2 separate regions of the Pan troglodytes genome follow, and region 1 is linked to region 2. The links are chromatin contacts, called in public Hi-C maps. All regions are on one chromosome and are shown on one strand. The core of a region is the stretch at or near the end of the contact, and the rest is flanking DNA. Distances in the headings are between cores, read along the strand shown. Region 1 holds the start of KCNC4 (potassium voltage-gated channel subfamily C member 4). Region 2 holds the start of PROK1 (prokineticin 1).

Region 1 (6,441 bases), core at 2,852-5,351, 240 kb after region 2:
AGGGTTGCCTTTGCCTGGGCTCCTGAGCAGGAGGCAAGTCCTCTTTTAGTGCATGTGTTGGCCAGAGCTCCATCCAGATATTCACATCAGGATGAACAACCAGAAGGCTGGAAACTAGGGGTGGTTTCCTGGCTCTGCTATTAGTTAAATGTCTTTGGCAAGAAACTTAATGTCTCTGAATCCTGGTTTTCTCAATGTTTAAATGGAAGAATTAACCTTGCTCCATCATAAACTTCAAGACCTCAGCTGGAATGCCTGGGCTGATGTGATTCCATGTCAAAGGGGCAAAGCACCCTGGGTTCCTGGAAGACTTCCAGGGGCAGGCCAGGCTCTGAGCTTACTCAAAGAGGCCCCCTGGCTTGGCCATTCAGCAGTGAGTTAGGAAGAAAATAAACTCAATGATATGTGGGGTGCCACCTGGAATTCCAGAGGGGAAGAAGAGCAGGTGAAAAGGCCCCAGAAGTCCCAGAATGCTCAGAAATAGGGCCTAGCTCCCCTAACCACCTCATCTCATCCCTGCTTCCCTGGTTTGTCCCCTTTCCCCATCTCTATCTCTGTCTCTCCTCCCCGACCCCCAACTTTGAAAGAGTCTGAATGATGTGTGCCTGCTCTCTCTCCCCTAATGCAGACAGCCAAGTGCTAACACTAGCAAGGTTAGTGACCTACATGAGAAGCCTGTAGAACTCACAGCAGACCCAGGCCAGGGGCATCACTATGCCCTCACCTTCTTAGCCAGTCTCAGGGCTGCAAGGAAAGAAACCCAGACAGTTGCCTCTAGCTTTGTTGTCAGTCCTGAGAAAGATCCCTGCCTTCTCGTGGCTGCCTGCAGCCCCAGCCCGGTATGCCATGGCCCCTGAGACCTCTGCTCCTCCCTTCTCTTCCAGGCAGAAGATGCATCTGCCCTGGCCTGGCATTTATGCCAGCCTGGCTTTTCCCTGCAGGCCTGTTCCCCAATTCCCTATCCTGCCTTCTTCTATGACTAGGAAGGAGTCCAGCACAGGGGTGCTGGGAAAGGGAGGGTGCTCTGAGACTCATTAACATGACAATTTGGGATGCTGGAGGAACCAACCAGGTTCCACAGCAAGCAGCAGTCCCCAGACCTAACAAGTTATACATTGCTCTTTCCTGTCTCCCAGACAGACCCCAGCCAGGCTTTAGGCTGCTGACCATGAGATCCGACACCAGCCCCCAGAGTTTGCTTTCTTTAAAGAATCTAAAGCCATCCTTCAGGGATTTTTTTTTTTTTTTTTTTTTTTTTTTTTTTAGCTGTCCAAGCATAATGGGGGAAGCACCATTATGCTCGTTCTCCCCTTTCACCTAAAGGGGTTAGGGAAACTGGATTTACTTGGGGAGGAGGTGGTAGGTCTTGCCTAAATCAACCTGTGCTTCCCCCTTCCCTCATACACCCATTTCAAGCAGTAACCTGAACCAGGGCTTTCTGGAAAGACAGTTTGTGCTGCAGCAGAAAGAAAAGAAGCGGCAACAAAAATCTGGTATCATCACCAGGAAGCCTGTGGCTGGCCACTGGCCGTGGGAGCCTGCAGAGCCTAGAACACTAGGCCCTTCGTGTTTAATTCTCCTCTCACCCCAGCTGAGGCCAGGACATCCCAGGTGTGCAGGAAGCCTCAGGGGCATGGTATCCTCCCTGGCAGAAAGAATGCCTTTCTTAAACCTGGAAAGGAGGCCGGATTGTGGTCTCAGCTTTGCCTCTTCTGCGCTTAAGATGCTGAAGCCTATATCCTCCTCTCTGAAGTGCATAGTTGTGAGCACACTGAGCTGCTGGGAGGATGTAAATGAGGTGGCACGGCATGGAAGCATCTAACAAAACCCACCCTAGTTTCCTTCCTCTCAACCCTGCCTGCCCCCATCAGAAGGCCAAATTCCAGCTCTTCCAGGACCGTAGTCCTGTGTGGAGTGGAGGGCAGCTGAAGATAGGGCAGCCTGTGCAGACCAAAGAAGGGGGTGGAGGAGCTGAGCTGGGCACCCCACTCACTGGAGGGGATGCGGCAAAGCAGGCAGCTGGGACTGGGTCCAAGTAGTAAGTCAAGTGTGTGCAATCTCCTGATGGAGCGTGCAGGGGAGAGGGTGGGAGTGTGTAATTCCCCTGCGAGCCACGGAGGGGGGTTGAGAGGAAGGCGGGAACAATCTGCGGTGGTAAGGTAAGTCAGGCTCGGTCCCTGCTCCTCCCGGCCCCTACCCACCACCCACCACGGACCCCTTGCAGACCCAAGATGGGGAGACACGGGCTCCTGCCACTCACCCTAGCGGCCCGGGAGGAGTAGGGATCCTCGAAGAGCGCCCACATGCGGGGCTGCCAGCCGCGGCAGCCCCCAGACCCGGCGCCATGGCCCGCGCCTCCCTCGTGGGGGCCCAGTCGCTGCAGGGCCAGCTCCCGCTCATCGTCGCCGGCCTCGTCGCTGGGCCCCGCGCCGCTGCCACCTCCGTCCGGGCTCTCGAAGATGTCGAGCGCCTCCTCGGCGTCGCGGTGCTGCCGGTAGGTCATCCAGCAGCAGGGTTCCACGTCGGTCTCGTCGATGCCCCAGAAGGTGAGCTCCTCTTCGAAGAGCGGCCCGCACACGTCGGCGGGGCAGTGCAGCTTGCCGGTGCGGTAGTAGTTGAGCACGTAGGCGAAGACGCCCGGGTGCCTGTCGAAGAAGAACTCGCAGCCCCCGCCGCCGCTGCTGCCGCTGCTGCCCACACCGCCGCCATCGGTCTCGGGCCGGCCCCCGCCGTCGGGGTCGGCCAGCCAGGCGAGGCGGGTTCCCGGTAGGGTGCGCAGGGTGCTGCGGTAGGTCTCATGTCGCGTGCCGCCCACGTTGATGATGATCTTCTCCGACGCCTCGCCCTTGGCCATCTCCTCCTTCAGACATGTTTTGGACGGAGGCTTGTTCCCCGACTTGCGCCCGCGGTAGGAGGAGACACACACCGAGCTGATCATAAGAAGCGCTGCGGGGCTCCGGCTTGGGGCGGCCGCTGCCCTCCAAACACCCTTCCCGAGGAGGCACCGTCAGACGGGGGAGGGGGAGGAGACGAAGAGGAGGCAGGAGGCGGTGGCGGCCCCCTCTGCGGCTTGGCCCTGCCCCTGCCTATCCCCCTAGGACGCGGAGCGGGAGGAGTTGGATTTCTCCGGTACACAGGTGGTTGGGGTTAGGGCAGGAAGCTCCGGAGAGAGGGAGGCGGAGAGAGGGAGGACCCGGGGAAGTAGAAGCAAGCACACACGCGGTCCCCCGCTACAACGGGACACACAAACGCTCTGGGCCGGGGACACGCCCCCGCCTTCACCCCGACCAAAGACGAGGAAGCGCACAGTCCACGCGCACCGCGAAGGTTCGGGGCGCTCGCGCCCACACGGGCCACCCTCCGGCTCCAAGACCGCACCAAGCCCCGGAATAGCCGGCTTCCCCGCAGCGGCGGCAGCGCAGCAGCAACAAGTCCTCCGAGCGGCTGCCGGGGCCAGGCCGACACTCTCACGGCAGCTGGAGCTCCGTGGGCCCGGGCTGCTTGCGGTCAACACGAGGCGGCGGCGGCGGCATGTGGCCTCTTCCCCCCATTCATAAATCCAGGGCCGGGCGAGGAAGGCAGGCGGGGCAGAGCAGAGCGCGGCGGCCGGGCGGGCGGGGGCTGCGCAGGGCGAGGCGGCAGCTGGAAAACAAGCGCGCCCGCAGGAGCGAGCCTCGGGTCCTGCGTCCGCGGCTGGGAGCTGCGCCGGACCGGGCGCAGCGATGCGGGGGCCGCGCTGGGGCGGGGGTGCCTCAGACGGGGCGTCCTGCGCGGAGCCGAGCCTGGGGGGCGGGGCCGCTCTGGGGAGCCGGGCTCTGGGCACTGGCGAAGGTGTACCGGGGGCGGCGGCCGAGCGGCCAAGGACACCTGCAGGCTTCCCGGGCCGCGCGGAGAGGGAGCCTCAGCGCAACGCCCCGGCGCCTGGTTCCTGCGATCTGGCGGCGCTGGGAGCCACGCCATCTACGCGTCTGCCCATCTCCGGGCGGGGCGCCGGCCTTGGCTCGCGCGCGGCAGGGGGCGGGCTCGAGGTGGCATAGGGGAGGGGGCGCCTCGGCGCCGGCGGGCTGGGGCCCTAGGGGCTCATGGTCTCCCTCCGGCGCTGGCAGCGGCCGCCACGCCCCAGTGGCGCCTTTTCCTCCGGGGCCCCGCCTCGCCCAGACGCGCCCTTCGCGGGGCGGGGTGGGCGGGGCGCGGCGCAGCGCGGGGCCGACCCGGCTCACTGCAGGCCCTGGCGACCGAGCGCAGTCTTCCTCCCCGGAGCCGAGCCCCAACCAAGCGCGTCACCTCCTCGCCGCCAGTGCCCAGCCCAGCGCGCCGCCCCTGCGCGCCTCCGCCGGCAGCCCCTCCCGCCCCCCTCAGCCCTGCTCCGCGCCTCCCCCGGGCCCGCAGCTCCTCCCACCGCAGCCCGCTGACACCGAAGCGCTCTCGACCCCTGACCTGTAACCTCCGCCCGGCTCTTCTTGCTTCGTCCCTCGCCCCTCCCCGCCAAGCTGGTCGCACTGTTGCCGTTTCACTGCGGCTGACGGAAGGCCAAGGAAGAAAGAGGGTAGAGACGCTGTCGCGAAGATCAGGCTGCCCTCTCCTTTCCCAGGGACCGTGTTGGGGCCTTCTGACCACCCCGCCCCGCATCCTGCGCCTCGGAGGCCCAACGTAGCCCAAGACACCCATGGTCTTGATGCTCTCCGCCTCTGTCCCAGCCACCAAAGCCCCCGCGATGGAATGGGGGACGGGGTGGCCTTGGGCAGAGAAGCGCTTCTTGTGCCGGATGGAAGGAAACCGTAGCTCTGGCTGTGTTCATCGCGAAATGTTTTATGGATGTGGAGTGGGTGGGTGGCCCTGAAAAGTCATTAGTTAAAGCCTTTGCTCGTCATTGCTCTGGGGTCCACATAGGAAATGCCTGTGTCCTGCCTCATGACCCCCTCCTGTTTCTACTCTTATTCTACCCATTACAATTTGACTTTGCCTGTGTATATGTCTCCTCTCCCCTCCCTAACCCTGAGCTCCTGCAGGCGGCATTGTGCTTTTTCATCTTGATAGCTCCCACAGTGCCTGCCTCTGAGAACATGTTTGCTAAGTGATTGAGAAGCTGCCATACCCAAAACGTAGGCACCAACAGGACTTTACTGGCCCTATCCCAAGAGCAATTTCCAGATTCATTTGTTTTTGTTAAGTCCAGAACCTATTTTACATCTTCATATTAATCCCCATTGGGTTTTTTTTTTTCTTTTTTACAGCTTCAGGCAGCCTCCATGCCTGTCTGGATGATGTAAAGAGATCTTGAGGCAGAAATGAAAGGTGAATGACACACCTGCCCTGGACACCTGTGCACCTTCCCAGTTCCAGATCAGGCAGTACCTAGCTCAACTGAGAAAAACAAGACAAGGGCCTATGTGTGTCTCAGGAAAGGTTAAAAGCTCAGTGCCAATGCAAGGGATTTTTACAAGCAAAAGTCTCATTATTAATGAGGCCAGAAAACCAAAATGACAATGATCTTTGATGATCTGTACTGATACGCAGGGGAGGTGAGTTAATCAGAAACACACATTTACTGGCACCCCCTTTGTGCCCAGTCCCTGCTCCTCGAAACTGATGTTTGTATTTCAGAGTTTAGCTGTCTTTGAGTTTGCTGCAGTGAAAAGAAATATCCCAAGTGTGACTGGGAAGAGAAGACCCGGGACAGCCAGAAACTGGAGTGAGGAAGAAAGAACCACAGAATATTAATGTAATGAATAACTTTCAAGTCCTATCTGGTCCGTGTCCTGGCAAAGTCCCTTGGGGTCTCTCCCCTGCTTTCCGTTCATCAGGATGACTGAGCTCAGTAATTGTAAGAAAGGGAGTGTAGTAGGCAAGGGGACAAAACCCATAGTATCCCACCCCTGATTGACTATTGACTTATTAACTCAATGAACACTTATTGAATACCTACGATATGCCAGAAGCAGTTCCGGGCAGTGGAAATACATCAGTGAATAAAACAGCCACTCATCCTAGTAAATCTGCCCAACTGGTGCTTCCACTCTGCAGTGCTTGTGGATAGTGATGAGCACCTGGGGAGATGGGTAAAGGGAGAAAGCTGCCAGGGAAAAAGGAGGCCAAGAGGGAAGGGAGGAAGATCAGAAAGTTGGGACGCGGGCATGGGAACCTAGGAAGAACTGACAAAAACAGAGGGCCCAGCCTGAGAGAGGCAGCTGGGTAAATGTGCATGGGACCAGGGCTCCCAGCTCTGTGCACTGACCAGCTCGGGAGAGGGGAGCTCAGCCTCAGTCCTGAGGCCTCCAGAGAATGCCTCACCCTTGCTGAAGGTTTATTCTAGAACTCTGGGCTCACCTGTTACGTGTACCTCTCTGAGGGAGTCGATATGCTGCAGTTAGCACTATGGGACTTGTCCCCATCATTTCTTTGTGTGAGGTCTTGGTGTTCCCTCAAAACACAGAGCTGGGG
Region 2 (6,100 bases), core at 1,672-4,171:
ACACTGGACATCCCGCTCACAGGCCTGTAGGAGGGAGAGAGAAGGGAACAGTTCATTAGTGCACCCAAGAGAAAGCAGAAGGGAAGGGTAGATCCAAAAAGCCCTTATCAGGATGGAGCAAGAAGAGGCTGAGAGTATCACCCCCGGCCTTAGCCTAACAGAACACCCTGGGCCACACTTTATTGCCTTGCTCCCCTCATGGGGAGGCTCAGGGCTCAGCGGGGCATTGGATCTGGATCTGAGGAACTTCCAAGCTCCTGGAGGCCACTCAGAAGGAAGACAGTCCTCCTTTTCTGACAAGGCTGGAGGTTAGAAGGCATTGCTTTTCTAGGGCTAAGTAGATGCTCAGTGGATGCTGGTGGAATTGAATTAATTAGAATTCTCAGAGGTGGGAGGGACCCTGATGGCCCAAATTCCTGGGTGGTCAGTACTGAGCTGCCTTGGACCAGGAGTCTCCAGCCCTGACTCTGCACTGTGGTCAGTCCCTCCCCTCTGCATGGAAGCACCCCCATCCTGGCCCTCAAGTGGCCCAGCCTCAGCCGAGGGGCCAGCACCCCAGTGAACAGGTGCCTCTCCCAGGGTTTCTCTACTGACTTCCATGATCCCCAGAGAGGATCGCAGAACAGGGGCTGAGCGGCCCTGCCTGGTTTGGGGAAGGTACCATTTGTAAAGAAGGCCACATTAAATAAGCTCACATTTAACGTGAGCCCACGTTAAATAAAAGCCAGAGCCAGGGAAGACAGAACTCTTAACTGCCCCAGACTCAGGTGGGGACCTGCTGAAGAAGCATCCACACTTGCCATTCTCAGAGATGCTATGTGGCTTTTCTGAGCTGAAATGCAAAGCTGGGCTTTGGATCACTCTTCTCCAATAAAAGCCTATGGGCACCTTCAGGCTGCTGTGTGGGACGTGGCAGGACCTGGAAGCCTCCTACTTGCTCAGACCCAAGAGGGAAAGAGTGGATGTCAGCTCCACAGATCATGCAGAGGAGTTACGGGTGGTGGGCACCCAGCTGTGCCTGTCTCCAGCCCAGCAAGGCCACATCTCACACCCAGCCAGGCTGCAAAAGCTTGGGGTTGGGGTAAAGGAAACCCCAGTCGACTCTTCTTCTCCCATAGAGGTGGGGCATCACTGTCCCACTCTTGGAAGAAGGATCATAAAGCCTTGGATGTGGGGACAGTTACAGTCCAGGGAGCAGGGGAGTGTAGAGGTGGTGGAGCCTGGGCTCCTGCTGAAAATCAGAAGTGAGACACCAGCAGGACATGGAGGATGTGGGGAGCCTGGGGTTTCCTGACTTCCCCTTACTGCCCTGTTCTCACCACTCACCTGTCTTTCCTGGGTTTCCCTCACCTAGGGAAAAGTGCTCTCTATTGTGCTTTTCACCGTGAAAATGTTCGCCTGCCGCTCTCAGATCTGTCTGCCCTGATGTTACTCTGGGCCAGTGCTGGAGCTGGCACGGGTGGTGAGGCAAGCCTGGCATCCAGGCCAACCACGCTGCTCCTGCCCTCACCGCGCAGCAGCCGGGGCTTCTCTCCATTGTTCTTGCCCTCCCAGATTTTCAAGCTACCCCATAGAAGGGCAGCCTACAGTGCAAACACTTCATTAGGTATAATTCTGCCTTCACAATTATTTTTATTTTTGCTTTGGATCTCAAAAGCATTTGACTCGCCTTTAATATTTGTTCTTTTGAACTCAGTGTTTTTCCTTTAAAAGAGAAAAGAAAGAATTTGTCCTTTCTGTGAATGGTAAAATTAACCCAATTCCAGGAATTGTTTGGCATTTCTCTACATTTCCACTATCCATGTAAAAAGCTGGTGGAGGCTGAACTAAAAGTTAGTTTCCCTGCTCCCCCGACCTTTTTCTTCCAGTGGATTTTATATGGAAAGCTCTCAGGTAAAGCATTGCTTTCTGCTTCAATAAGAATGGTCCTGCTACCATAACACATCATGTGCCCCTATTTGAAGGTGGTTTGAGGTAAAAGCAAACTTCTGAGAGAAAGCCATGATCTGAATATTTTGAACCAATTGTACAGTGCCCATATGCTGAACCTCTGCTTCTCTGCTTCGAGACTGGATTTCTACTTGTTATCTGGATGCTTGCTTTGGGGTACACTCAGCTGAATGTTAGTGTCACCCATATTTCTCTCAGAACTAACTAGGCAGGCACAGAGTGAAAGAGTTGCAAAGATATCCTTTCTAAGCAGAGGTTAAGTTTATACAATAGAAGTTTATAAGCTTACCACCTTTAATTAAGCTTACTGCCTTTAATTAAGTCAACATGCTATGTAAATTAATATTAATATTAATATGTGAATCAGGCCATAAATAAAAATTAAAATTCACACAAAAGATAAATTAAGGTTTGCCAATCCACTTTATAAAGGAATTCCTTATTACTTAATAGGAATCTTCATTTTACCAAAGGACTGAACTTCAAAATATTCAATGCTCTGCTAACACATTTAAAACAGGATTTGATTCATACACAGCTTCTCAAAAGCAGATCCCATTTAGTAGAGTGAGGTCTAACTAGTCTGAAAATCGCATGCAATCCCTTTAATGCATAATTCCCCATTCCCTTTGGTTCACACTGTGTTGAGCCAACAGAGCCTCCTGCATGGTTCCTGGGCTCACAACCCGTGCAGACCCTGACATCTTCCCAAAACCCAAGGCACAGAGAATGTTAGGCGACTTACCCCTGTGATCACAGCACAGTCAGACACAGTTACTAGGAGGAGCATAATTGAGACTCGCGTGGCACCTCTCATGGTCACTTGGGGTGAAGGCAAAACACTGCCTGCTTAGATGCCTCTCGCTTCCTCCCGCTCAGCCTTGTGCCTGGCAAGCTGGGGAGGCCAGGCTCTCCTGCATCCCCCGCCTCCTCCCAGATGTTTACACTCAGGATCCAGGGCTGCCTGTGGATGCCTCATCTCTGCTCTTCCCTTCTCCAACACCGATGTTACTCAGATGATCTCAGAAGCGAAGATGAGACCTGAATCTCTAACAACATCAAATCAACATCAAAACCAATAAAAATGGATACTTCGGGGGCTTTGACGGTTGCTCTAACTCTCCCAAGAACGCAGTGATTCAGACAGTTATGTATATTTCACTCAATGTTCTTTTCTGCCTCTGGGTATCCTTCTATATTACTTGGGGCAGAGGAAATCCTCTGGTAATGAATTAAGGGATTTGCAACATCACCATTTATCCTTCCCTGCACCAAACTATGCAACATACAAGATTATTGGTTCCCTCACACTCACGCCAAGACTTATCTAGGCATTTACCATGGGCTCAACACAGAGGTAGCTGAGAAGACAGAAGAGGGTGAGGTGGTATCCTTATTTCTCTAAAAGGTTACAATTATAGTGAGGAGCCATAAGACAGTGAGGAAAAAAAGACCAGACTTGTGGGGCTGATGTTCCTAAGTGACACACACATAAGGATTTGCTCTCTCATGGGCTCAGGATGAACACCAGCAAGTGTCCCTTGGTACAATGACCCAAGGGCGGAAAGCCAGCAAACACACAGGGCACACACTCTCTCAGTACCCTGCATAGCCGAGCTGGTATGGGCTGTGGCTGAAAGGTACCAGAGCCACACCACTGGCCTTCCAGTTTTAGGGGTGAGCATGAGAGTGGCCTTATCCGTGAGTGTATAAACACGGTGGGCTCAGATGCCAGTCTGGTGGGAAGTTGACTTTTGGGATGGCCCCTCCGCCTGTGAGGGAAGCCCCTGACCCCAGCCCTCTCTGTGTCATACGACCCAGAGAGAGCTCCCAGTGCTTTGTCAGATGATCTGCCTTCTCTCCACAGTAATAAAAGCCAACATTTCCCAAGGTATGTGTTGCAATATGTTAATACACAAATAAACAAATAAAAGACTTCTACAGTCAAAAATTTGGGAAACACAAACCGGCTTGTTTTTTGCAGAACTTTTCAGGGCCTTTCATATGCTAATAAGTGTTTGAAACACCAAGTGGGAAATGCAGTTTGTAGTATTTCACAAACAGATTCATCCACAAAACCTTTCTCATCAAATGTCACAGGGGTCTAGGGTTTCCACATTGAAACGTTGATAGGCATTTATGAGTGCAGAGAGGAAGATTAACTAGCACGGGAGCTGGGAGCTAAGCCCCCAGAGGCAGATGCTTTGATTCAGATCGATGGCTTCATGACCTTGAAAATATTGCTAATCTCTCCAAGCCTCAGTTTTCCTATCTATAACATGGGATAAGAATAGCATTTACATCATACGATTTTGCAAGTATTCATCTATTTATTTATTCATTGACTATATTTATTGAGAGCCTACTGTATAGAAGACACTGTTCTTGGCACTGGGAATATAGCAGTGAACAAAACAAAACCCTGTCCTCATGCAATTTTGACTATAGTCAAGGAGACAGGTAATAGACAAATAAACAGATTTGTAATAAAATGGCCAGTTGTGTTGGGCACTGTTAAAAAGGAAGGCCAGGCGCAGTGGCTCATGCTTGTAATCCCAGCACTTTGGGTTCGAAGGTAGAGGCAGGCGGATCACTTGAGGTCAGGAGTTCGAGACCAGCCTGGTCAACATGGTGAAACCCCGTCTCTAGTAAAAATATAAAAATTAGCCAGCTGTGGTGGCTCACGCCTGTAATCCCAGCTACTCGGGAGGCTGAGGCAAGAGAATCACTTGAACCTGGGAGGCAGAGGTTGCAGTGAGCTGAGATCGCACCACTGCACTCCAGCCTGGGCAACAAAACGAGACTCCATCTCAAAAAATAAAAAAAAGGTGGTGGGGAGAAAGGCAGGGAAAGCAACGGACCTTGACAAATGGTGATATTTTAGATGTGGTGAGGGTCTCTCTGAGAAGGCACTTGTGCAGATGACTGATAAAGTGAAGGAGTGAGCTGGACAGAGCCTGGATGAAAAGTCAGTGCAACAACCCTGTGGCAGGGCTTTTTGGCCAGTTCCAGGAAAAGCAAAGAGCAAGGTGAGCCAGGGGACGGGATGGGAGGGGATGCAGTTGGAGCAGGAGCCAAAGGCCAAATCCAGCCTCCTCGTGGGACATGGCAGGAAGCTGACTCCAAGTGTGATGGGAACCCTTGGAGAGTTTGGAGCAGGGGAGAGGCAGGATCTGGTATACACTTGGATTTTTTTTAGAGACAAGGTCTTGCTCTGTTAGCCAGGTTGAAGTGTGATTATAGCTCACTGCAGCCTGGAACTCCTGGGCTCAAGCGATGCTCCTGCCTCAGCCTCCAGAGTAGCTAGGACTGTAGACACGCACCACCGCGCCTGGCCTGATTCACACCTTGAAAGGATCCCTCTGACTGCAGATGGAGAGTTAAGTGAGGTGATGCATATGAAGTGCTTACCACAATGCCCGGCACACAGCAGCATTTGCTACCAATGGCCAGTTTTTTCTATAAACATATGAACTTGTATGCTTTAATATAAAATTCTCCTGGGAGGTGAGAATCAAAATAATGAGTCTGTAAGGCCCACCTGTACACTGTGACACTGGGCCGGGCTGGTGACAGAAGAACCAAGAGACCATCCGAGCCTTGGAGGACCTTCTGCTCTGGGAGAAAAGCTACCTAGGGAGGAGGCAGCACTTTGCTGGGGGCTTGGAACACCTTACAGAAGTGGTCCTGTGGGCTCTGCTTGCCCTGCACACACTACCCCACCTCACAAGGTTGCCTTCCAAGAGACAATGTCAGATCAGGTGATTCTCAGGCTAACACCTGTCCCATTCGCTCCCCTATTCTCACTCCCTCCCTCCCCACTGCCCCAAACACACAAAACTAATCATCTCACAATTGCAGTGAAGAATGGTAGCAAGAAATGCTGTTGCAAAACAAAACCAATAGCATTGATTAAAAGCATTTTATTTCTCTTGAATGCTAGTGCTTGAGGAAAAGCCATTTTAATTAGAGGAGGGCAAGGGACAGAGGGCAACTTGGTGGAAATCCCAGAAGAGACTCTGAGGAGCTCCGGGGATAAGCAGTACTGATTCTTTATTCAATAACTCAATTACGCATTCATTCAGTTCCTTCCATGTGTCAGGACCAGCAACTCGCACTTCTAGGGTCTAATTTCCCTCTAGACCTTAGA

Evidence for each region. A called contact is a pair of places that touch in the nucleus more often than the background predicts.
Region 1: a contact with region 2 is called in a Hi-C map of stem cell-derived neural progenitor cells, with 2.4 times the contacts expected there. The contact joins the promoter of KCNC4 here to the promoter of PROK1 in region 2. A contact is called at or near these places in 5 of 7 Hi-C or Micro-C datasets (blood, induced pluripotent stem cells, a lymphoblastoid cell line and 1 more), 1 of 1 datasets of contacts at active chromatin or transcription factors (stem cell-derived excitatory neurons) and 1 of 1 other capture datasets (stem cell-derived neural stem cells).

The regions. Positions count from the first base shown.
Region 1 is chr1:120,979,277-120,985,717 of NHGRI_mPanTro3-v2.0_pri, forward strand. It overlaps KCNC4 (potassium voltage-gated channel subfamily C member 4), which reads right to left and starts at 4,102. Exons shown (of 4, transcript XM_016925872.4): 1 at 2,261-4,102. The coding sequence starts at 2,938.
Region 2 is chr1:120,739,790-120,745,889 of NHGRI_mPanTro3-v2.0_pri, forward strand. It overlaps PROK1 (prokineticin 1), which reads right to left and starts at 2,922. Exons shown (of 3, transcript XM_001162989.4): 1 at 2,696-2,922; 2 at 1-24. The coding sequence starts at 2,767.